2 separate regions of the Mus musculus genome follow, and region 1 is linked to region 2. A link is a contact called in public HiChIP or PLAC-seq data. All regions are on one chromosome and are shown on one strand. Each heading gives the region's core, a stretch centred on a gene start, on an enhancer-like site or on the middle of the called end of the contact. The rest is flanking DNA. Distances are from core to core; before and after follow the strand shown.

The links. HiChIP or PLAC-seq counts read pairs in DNA pulled down with a chosen protein or histone mark.
Region 1: a contact with region 2 is called in an H3K4me3 HiChIP or PLAC-seq map of embryonic forebrain, with 6 times the contacts expected there. The contact joins the enhancer-like site here to the promoter of Enox1 in region 2. A contact is called at or near these places in 16 of 39 promoter capture datasets (the 3T3-L1 cell line, 3T3-L1-derived adipocytes, the C10 cell line and 10 more), 1 of 15 datasets of contacts at CTCF or cohesin (the NIH/3T3 cell line), 6 of 484 Hi-C or Micro-C datasets (the HL-1 cell line, the N1E-115 cell line, brain and 3 more), 15 of 115 datasets of contacts at active chromatin or transcription factors (SST interneurons, astrocytes, bone marrow-derived macrophages and 11 more) and 1 of 9 other capture datasets (liver).

What each region holds. Positions count from the first base shown.
Region 1 is chr14:77,624,114-77,629,066 of GRCm38.p6, reverse strand. All of the region lies in intron 13 of Enox1 (ecto-NOX disulfide-thiol exchanger 1), which reads right to left. Among named protein-coding and RNA genes, the nearest start is that of Gm52115, 30 kb to the right of the region's middle. Within about 2 kb of position 1,801, at least 14 of the 459 cell types and tissues checked have an H3K27ac peak or open chromatin away from gene starts, as enhancers often do. A contact at or near this core is called in embryonic basal ganglia, embryonic forebrain and embryonic stem cells, where this site is marked.
Region 2 is chr14:77,153,198-77,158,463 of GRCm38.p6, reverse strand. It overlaps Enox1 (ecto-NOX disulfide-thiol exchanger 1), which reads right to left and starts at 1,701. Exons shown (of 19, transcript NM_172813.3): 1 at 1,422-1,701.

The DNA of each region.
Region 1 (4,953 bases), core at 552-3,051, 470 kb before region 2:
CCCTGGCCTATACCAGGTCTTTCTGTACCCACCCATTTCAAGTGGCCTTTCCTGCACCAATTGGTGCAGACTGTGAATGCGGCTGATGCGGGCAGTTCGTTACCTGGTCCTTGCAAACTAGACTGACATCACTTCCTCCATTCTCTTGCCTTTGACCAACCTCTTCCTGTACATCACACATTTTGATCTTTGACTATGGCGTTACTTTCTCTCTCTCTCTCTCTCTCTCTCTCTCTCTCTCTCATCCTGTTACCTTGTCTTATCTTGCTCTTTCCCTTCCCACCTACCACAAAGAACCATTGACCCTCATGTTAAAATCCCTCTCCATCCTTTGTACCTCAGAATCCCCCGTGTAGTGGTTTGATAACAGGACTGGACATTAGCTCAGAGCATGGCTATGCGTACCAGGTTCCCCAGGTGATCCTGTGTGTAGCCCAGCCTAGGTTGTTCATCTATACCTCCTGTTAATAATTTCTGCTATTACAGTGCAAGGTATTTTCAACTTGCCATAAATCCTTTTATTGAATCTTTCCCCATAATCTTATTTAGAAGAAAAAGAAGAGGAGGAGGAGGAGGAGGAGGAGGAGGAGGCGGCGGAAACTAAGAGTAAGCTGCCCTTAAGAAATCTCATGCCAGGCGTGGTGTCGTATGCCTTTAATCCCAGCACTCGGGAGGCAGAGGCAGGCGGATTTCTGAGTTCGAGGCCAGCCTGGTCTACAAAGTGGGTTCCAGGATAGCCAGGGCTATCCAGAGAAACCCTGTCTCAAAAAACCAAAAAAAAAAAAAAAAAAAAAAAAAAAAAAAAAAAAAAAAAAAAAGAAATCTCATGGCTGAAGAAGGGATAAGCTATCCCAGAGACAATGCTAAGTTGCACCAAGGAGTCTGACTTGTTCTGGCCTCCATGCTGGTCTGCACTCCACTGGGGACACCAGTTCTTGGTCTCGCATGTTCCTTTCTCAGCTGCTCTAAAGCCTTTGTCACCTGAACAACAAATATTCTTTTCCAAACAGCCTCCAGGTGAGTCTGGCCCTCCTCAAGCTCACAGAATGCAGAGTCTGTGCAGAAGATCGGGGGAGGACTGTTAGAACGCTGGGTGTTTCTAAGTTCAGTCTTCTAAGAACACTGCTTTCTAGTGCCAGAGTGTGAGCTCCCAAGAAACCTGGCTTGGACAGCTCCATCTTCTCCGAGTCCTTGGCCAGGAGGAGCAGGGTGCATTTTATAAACTGTCTGCATGGCCACTTTAGCTGCCTTTCTTCCATTGAACAGAGTAGTTCAGGCATTAAAACTCTTTTCCTATTGGGTATGATAACAACTTTCCCTGAATCCTCACCCAGACAGGTGGGTTTTTTTTTTTTTTTTTTTTGAGTTTCTGATGGGTATAATTTTTCAGATACTAATGTTCCACTCTCCCCACAAAGGCCCTTGCGAGTGCTGAATCCCCAGTTCAGCACAATTAATCACACACTAAATGCTTTTAAAGTGTGCTACTTTATTTTTTTTAATTGAGAACTAGAGCTGTTTGGGCAAGTTTATTAGGTGACCTTGATTAAAATAAAGAGGTCAGAAGTGGAACAGGCTTCAAACCCAATCAATGGTATTCTTTTTACAAAAAAAAAAAAAAAAAAAAAAAAAAAAAAGGAAAAAAAAAAGACTTCCTTCCAATTAAGCAGGAATTAGCATGAAATATTTTGTTTCTGAGAGGTTAAAAGAATTCCTTGGAGGAGGCCCTCTCTTGTTACTCGGCTTCTTATTGAACACAAGAGAAAGTGCTGTGGAGAGCTTCTATAAAGGGCTTTGTTAACACAGGGCTGATGATCCGGCATCAATTAGAATATTCCTTAGGAGCCTAAATGTTACATGGCAGGGGCTGAAAGAAAGAGTCTAATTTAAATGTTAATTTCTATTTGAAAAGCCCAAGGACCTAGCAACTTTCACACTCCCCCCCCTCAAAAAATTTAAAAAAAAAATCAACTATAGATGTATTTTTCATCTGTGGTAATTTTACCCTACCTCTCATTTCAACCTCGCTGTTCTTTGTCAGCTTCGTCCTTTACCTTCCCCTGTTTGCTCAGGATTTAATGACCTGAAAGGACAGCTCATTCATTCAACCCCGCGGAGTTACATATGGAGCCTCTGATACACAGTTAGGAAAGCGGAATGCCACAGAAAAGAGGGGAAGTAGTCTGGGGGACTGCCTCGTACTTCTGAGGAGCAGTGGATGTGAGAGAAATGCCATCATTCTCTGTACACCCCGCCTATACTGCCGTCCCTGTCGCTACTGGAGTGCAGGTGACATGGACTCTGTGAAGGAGAGAGGCACTAGTGGGTCAGAGATGGAAAGGTGGAGGGGCAGGACGAAAGCTCAGGAGGTAAAGAAAGGGCTTGCCTTGTGAACATGAGGCCCTGAGTTTTTATCTCTGAGAACCTATGTTAAAACAAGCAAACAGAGAGGTATTTCACTGCATGCCTGTGACCCCTACACATGGGGAGACATAGATGGTTAAATCCTTGGACCTCTCTGGCTAGCCAACCAGCCCGGCATACTGGGTGAGGTTTATGCCAGTGGAGGGTGGAGGTGAGGGGCAAACAAACCAAAATGGATGATGCCTGAGGACCAACTGCCAAGGTTGTCCTCCGGCCTCTATGTGTACATGTGGGAAGCCACATGTGCCGTTGCAGGGTGGCGCTGGCCACCACACATACATAGGCAGTAAAGTTTTTTGCCAAGAAGAGGTTTTGAGAATTAACCAATCAGATGAGAGACAAGTTAACCAATCAGATGAGAGATAAGTTAACCAATCAGATGAGAAAGAAGTTAACCAATCAGATGTGAGACATGCAAATGAGGTGGTAAGCATAACCCATGCATAACCAATCCGGGTGTGAGACATGCCTCTCCTAGGCCTATATAAGCAGCACCAGTTCTGGGCTTGGGGTCTCTTCGCCTCTGCAATCAAGCTCTCCCAATAAACGTGTGCAGAAGGATCCTGTTGTGGAGTCTGCTTTGCTGGCGAGTAAGGGCACGCACAAGATGTACACTTATACAGACAGAGTTGGGGGAGGGGGTTGGAAGCCTGATACCAATTCTCAGACATCAGACTTGGGACAAATCATGAAATGTCCCTGAGATCTCAGGGTCCTTATCTGAAAAATATAAAAATATTGTGAAGTATATGAAAATCATAGTCTTTGCTTTCATCATCTTTGGCTCAAGATGAAGATTTAAAATGTCCCTCTGAGAGATAAGAAATTAGTTCTTAGTTGTAGTTTCTTATCTGTCCAATAAGCCCACTGTAAACAATGCTGGGGCACCTGGAGAGAAAAGGACCCTGTAGTGGGCACAAGGGTGAGAGGCTCTCCCTTCTCAGGAGGGCCCGCCCTGTATCAGCTTAAATGCCCACAAAGGTTTCTCTGGTGTTCACAAAGTTGAGTTGAGCAAACATTTTTCAGACTCTCTCATTGCTCCCCGTTTCTCGGCTGGCTTTTGGTAGTAACTGTGACTGCACAGCAAAGCACAACTGTGTGGATTCTCTCCTAGGGAAGGGAGGACTGACAACAGGCTGTAAAGATTTTCTAGAATTTATGAGCAATACTTTCACTTCAGGGACCGAGTCTTAATTAGTCTTATAAGACGACGTTAGTAATTTCCCCTTTAATCTGGCACTTCCAGACAAAAGCCCTGGTCCCAGACACACTGTAAGGATTCAGTAAATGTTGTTAAATCTGTCACTGCTTTGTATTGTGACAATGCGTAAGATAATTCACAGAGGCAAGGAGCTGAGGCCAGGGAAAGGCGTGGTTTCCAGAATTACACAAACCATACTAGAAGAATCCGGTATGAAGATAAGATAGAAACTGGTCAGTAAGTCACTACGACAAGAAAGAAAGCTCATGTCTTGCCCTGCAAAGACTAGGCCAAATAGATCAGATTTCACCTCACGACTCATAATTACAGTAACTCAACAAGATCCATTATTGACTTCTTATATTTATTAAACAATTCAGCTTATTATTGGGGGCACAAAGACTCAATATTTGGTCCTTATTAGATTCAGAATATTGGGGAGAAGGGAAACATATTGCTCTCAAGACCTCCTCCAGCGCCAGCCTGCCCTGAGTGTGGGAACTGCAGTAAGATTGATATTGCCACGTGTGTTCTCCCTCAGACTTTTATTTTTAAGATATATTTAGAGGCATATCTCATAAAGAAAAACCCTGGGAGCAGGGAGACAGGGAGAGGCACTTCAATAAGCCCTGAAATTAGATGTTGAATCAATACACTGATGGCCTTGTGGGCTCTCCCGGGCCCTGGGGGCGGGGGAAAAAAGATGAGAAATCAAAGGGCAGCCGAAGAGGATGAGGATGGCAGCTCAGGTCCGCCATTGAGGGTTCGCGCATGCTCAGAGCTCAGAGTAGCCTTCCTTTTCCCGTTATTGCTCCAGAGACTTAGGAGACAGAGCACTGGCGGTGACTCTGTGTGTGTGTGTGTGTGTGTGTGTGTGTGTGTGTGTGTGTGTGTGTGTGTTTCATCCACCCCTAGCATTTCTTCAAATCATTTCTTCTTTCTGCCTACACCCAGATAGTAGACTCTCCAAGGAAATAGCACTCAAGCAGACGAGGGATGGTGACAACTTCCTGAACAGTTATTTTTGTTAGAATGGACTTAAAAACAGTTTGCTGGGTCCAGTACTGAGCCTGATACCTGGTTAACTTTTTTGTGATTCATAATGTAAAAGTCAATATTCATTACAGTATTATTAATGTAACACACGTGCCTCTCATAGTCATTTTCAGAGTACACAAAGAGGAAAGAACAAAAATCATTTATAAAGAAAAAAAAACAAATTGTAATCTTTTACAGATACTAAATATTTTCACCCATTTCCCTATAGATCTCCTCATAGCATATAAATTGTGAACATAATGCATATATAAGCATGTATTTGGAGTTGT
Region 2 (5,266 bases), core at 452-2,951:
CGCTAGCAAAACAAAAGCAAAGTGTGTTAATCACAACCTAAGTACTAGACAAAATTACTACTTTTCCAGAGAGCAGTCTTCAGCAGACCGCAGCTGCCTCCCACTAGAGCTCCCAGGGACTTCTTCACATCGCCACCTACAAAAGACCCACCACCTCCTTCCTTGGGTTCGTAAGCACCAGGGTCTCTGCCAACAATCCATTTCCCTTCTCCTTTCTTCACCTTCTTCAGATCCCTTAATGACCCTTCACTACTTCCTCCAAAGGACCAAACTCAAACATGCAGCCCAGTTTGCCATGAATCTCCTCTCGTGCATTCGTTTCCTGCATTCTCCTAAAGCTACTTTTAAAAACCACTACCACTGAACAAACATAATCTCAACAAAATTTAAATTTTTTAAAATGTTATAACAGTGGAAGACTGCGGAAGGGGGAGTAAAGCACAATGTGCAATTTGAAGGAATGATACTAGCCGGATTACATACACTGGGATGTGTATGCCATAGAGCTGGGTTTCCCCACCTGTCGACCCCACTTCCCCCATGTGCTCGCTGCGGGATGACAACCACAACACTCCAGAACCACCCCCTCCAAGGAGGCGGGGTTATGAGATCAACCAATCAGAGCCCGCGATCCCGGGTGTCCAACCTATGGGGTGGCCGTGGCCATGCAGGGGTAGGACATAGGGTGGTCCGGGAGGGGCCGCGTCCGTGGGAGGAGTGCACGTGTCCAGAGAGGCGGGGAACCCGCGGGCGTCCAGCTGCCGAGGCGCCGGCCGGGTGTCCAAGTCCGGCTGCCCAGTGCGGTCTTGGACTGGGAAAGGCAGGCGATCGCCCGCAGAGGAAGACCTGTCCTTGTGTCCAGTTCCCAGCGAGAAGGAAAGACACAAATAACAACAATAGTACCTCGCGCAGATCGGGCAGAGAGGAAAGTTTCTGGCCCGCGCCAGAGTAGAGAACGCCAAGGCAGGGAGATGCTATGCAAGACAGGAGGAGGACACTATGGGAAGAACGGAACAACCGGAGGGCTGCGCGGGCAGGACAGGGTCCCGGGTGCGGTCCCCGGGAGGCGAGCGGCGGGGTGCGCTGTCCAAGGTGCAGGGGAGGCGGTTGGTGCGTGGTAGGCGCGGAGCCCGAGCGGACTCTAGCCGGCCAGCGATAAAAAAGAGCGGAGTACATCTGTGTGGGGCGCTGAGCACCCCCGGCTCATAAAAGTGCGGGAGCCCGAGGAGCGTCGGGGAAGGGCGCAGGGGGCTCCCCCACACCGCTGCCTTCCAGCCTCACCTCCAGCTCCGCTCCCCTCCCCCCTCGCCCACTCCCCTCGGTGCCTTGTTCCCCGGCCACGACGGGGGCGGGACCGGGAACCCCCCATGGGCGGCGAGTCCCTACGCCCCGGGGATGCTGCGGGCCGCGGAGCCGCTTACCTGGGGCCGCGGTGCGGGGATTCGAGGCAAGCGAGCGCCGGGCGCGGCGCGGCTCCTCCTTGCCTCGGCGTCTCCTCCCGATCGCGCTTCTGCCGGACTCTGTCCAGGGCGCCGAGCAGCCAGACCCGGCTAGACTGCAGCCTCCGCTCGCGCCGCCGCTGCTGCCGCAGACAGAGGACGCCCCGTGGCGGCTGGAAGCCTGTGTGAGTAGCAGCGCCCGGGAGAGTGGGATCTGCTCAGGGGCGCTGGAGACTCCGCGGCTCGGGGCGCGCGGGCGTGCGCACGCGCGCCTGAGAGTGTGAGTGAGTGTGCGCGCGCGCGCCCAGGAGTGGGGGGAGTCGCGAGGGGCGGGGGAGCGAAGCGGAGAGATGCTCGTAGGGACCGAGGCAAAATTCGTCGCCCCCGGAAATCCGTAAAGCGGTGAAAGGATGGGCGGCCTGTCTGGCCCGAAGAAGCGACTGGCCCGGCGGAGAAACCAGATGAGAGGCGGCGTGGCGCGCTCGAGCTCCGGATCCCGGCCGATCTGGAGCCGGAGGAGCGCTCTGCCACTGATGCTGCACAAGTGGTGCCCACGGCCGAGGATCGCGCTATTCCCTCGGGGGAGGAGCTGAGGCGACTCGCTCGTGCCACTGCTGCCAGTTTGAATTTCTAGGCTGGACGTTCAGGGACTGGTCTTGGTACCCCATGGTTGCCATGGCGACCTTGAAGGCGCCAGGCAGGCGACCGGGGTGCGGGGGGGAACTCGGTGCGTGCAGTGGACTCCAGGATGCTGAGATGCACTGCTCAACCCGGCGCTGTCTAAGGTTGAGCCTGGGCACAGAGGTTTTACCCAGGGTATTAGGATGCCTCAGTGGTGGTTGGGATCGCTCCAGATGAAAATGTTACCTTTTTGTTCTCCTTGGAAGCCACTTTCCCTCAAAGTTAGCCACCTCCATATAGAAGTATTGGCCCTCTCTTTGTTAGGATTCTGCCAACTGTCCCGATACACAAGTAACTCAAAGCAAGCTGAGAACACCTTCATCACCGAGCGCTCTAACACCTTAGAGATTATGACTAAATCCCACTTATCTGTCCTATTCCTGAAAGGTACATCGAGCTGTTGGTATAGTTTTCCATGCTTACTTTAAATAAGCAGACTTTATTCACCCAAGAATTCCTTCCAGGAGTGTAAGGTCCGTGTTGCAGTTGTCATGCTCTTCTTGGCAGGAATCCTCAAGAGCGGGTTAGGGTTTGCACTTTTGCCTGCCCTCCAAGACTTGCACAGCGCCCCTGTACACTGTGTGTTCTCTATAAATGTTGAATGAATGACATTGTTTTCTAGCTTCACATATCCTGAAGGCAGAAACTCAGATGGTGGGAATGTCATTACCATCCCACTAGGCTTGCTTGATTTAAACGTATGCCAGTTCCCTGTGTGAAAGACTATTTTTCCCCTCGGGCTGCCAGGCCCCAGTGCAAAGAAGGAACATAGGAGAAGACTGACCCATTGTGCAAATTTACCAAAAGATTCACGAAAAGAGCACTCAGAAAGGAACTTGGTGGTATAATCTGCCTGAGCAAAGGATAAAGATCCTGGGGACACCTAACCTTCTCAAAAAAGGTCCAAGTCACCGAGTTGCAGATACTTGGCAGTTTCTACACTCCCTTCTACAGAAAAGGATAGGAAAGGAGGTGTTAAATCTGTCTGCCTCTAGATGCTGGTCAGAAGCAAGCTTTTCTCTTGTCAGGAACACTAGGCACTAAACACTGGCCCATACGTTACAAGGTCACTGGGGCTTGCTAATTCTGCTGCTGCTTCAGGGTGGCTTCCTCCAATCTCAGTATTTCCAGTCATCTTCTTAGAAGCAAGAGTTCTCGATTTCACATTCCACGCTCAATTTCAATTCCTTTGAACTCGGGCTCTTCCAATGAGCTGCCTCTCTTGCCAGCCATGATACCACAGCTGTGAACTATAACTGAAATAAAGTGAGAATTAAAAAGGATTTATCTGGGTGCCTCCAAATAAATCCATTTTATGTTTTCTCTTAGGGGGTCCCTTCCAATGACTTCACTGTCATTTCATTTACAGTCTTCTGAAGAGACATTGGCTATCATCTTGGAACTCTTGTTTTGTTAAATGAGAAACTTAGATATCTAAAACGCTGCCTTGAAAAGAATTTCTAAAACTTGGGAGCAGATATGCAGACTGGACCGCCGATAGGCAAACTAGACCACCAATGTAAGACAGTCTTCCAAGACAATTTTCAAATGTTTATAAAATTCTGTTCATTTGCCACATATTTGTCTTACCTACCAGAGTGGAAGAATGCTCTCAAAGCTGCAACTTCTTCAAATATCGTGTCACCACCAACACAAGTGATAAGAAGCCAATGTTTAAGTAGAAGTAGGCACATGGCTATTGCTCTTTACCCACCACTTAAAAGATACACCATACAAATAGAAAGATAAACAATGGAAAGGAGAAATAACAATTTGAGACATTTAATATTTCTGACTGACTTATCAATAACAGTTTCAGAGCCAGCGAGATGGCTCGGCTGTTAAAAGCACTTACTGCTCTTGGAGAGGGCCCAAGCGGTTCCCAGCACCCACTGGCACTGTAGGCGGTCACAAACCACTGTGACTCTGACTCTAGGAAGCTCCAGTCCCTCAGGGCGCTGTGGCACCCGCACCCACAACCGCAAACCTACATGCAAGACACAGACCTGCGCATAATTAAAAGTAATAGTAATATGTTTAAAAGATAAAAGTTTGAGATGTGATGAGGATTAAAATATTGATCTTTAGGCCTCCAGACTATTTAGATAGTAGGCAATAATAGACTGTATAGCGAAGAGACTTGTTCAAAAAGAGAGAAAAGAATCCTTGATGTAATGGCTCTTCTCATTTCCCATAATCCCTCAGGCATAACCTTTAGAAACACAAGACTGTGATGGAACACACCTGAGGACAGACACTTACAGCCTGATCATTCATACACACACACACACACACACACTCACACACACACACACACACACACACACTCACACACACACACACTCACACACTCACACACACACACTCACACACACACACACTCACACACACACATACTCACACACACACACACACACACTCACACACACACACACACACACTCACACACTCACACACACACACACACTCACACACACACACTCACACACACACACTCACACACACACACACCCCAAGTGAACAAACAAAAGAAACCCAAAGGCTCCACCTCTCAAAGACCAGCAGATTTGGGCAGGAAGATGTTCTGTGAATCTCAAAGTCAGCTCCTCCTGCTAGGAGCACAGAGCCCCAAATTCTCTTCAGTGAGAAGCCAGGAGCCCTTAGCTGAAGTGCTGCTGTGGTTTTAGTGGCTGTGAGCTTGCATAAGGATACGGGTAATTTCCCTCATAATTAGGTCCCAGACCACTTAGTCCACTTGAGTTTCAAATTATTAAAAAAAAAAATGGACCTGCACCTAAGATCAAAATCGGTACTGAGTGGAGCCTTGAACAAGGAGCAGGCTCAAGTTACCTAGTTCCTACCCACACTGTTATTATTAGCCTAGTCTTAGTACAGAAACTACTCACGATAACTTAATTCTGACCAGATGGTAGACGTCATGAGGAAAGTTAAAAAACAAAAACAAAACAAAACAAAAAAACACCCCCCCCACACACACACACAAAATAGAGAGGAGGTCACAGCTTGTTCGCAGCCAAAGTGCACAAGTATCTGTTTCGGCTGTCAGTGCCGCTCTTCGGTACAGCTGGCGTTCTACATGCCGATCATTCTAATACTTTCTGGAGTTACAGATCTCCTGAGGCTAC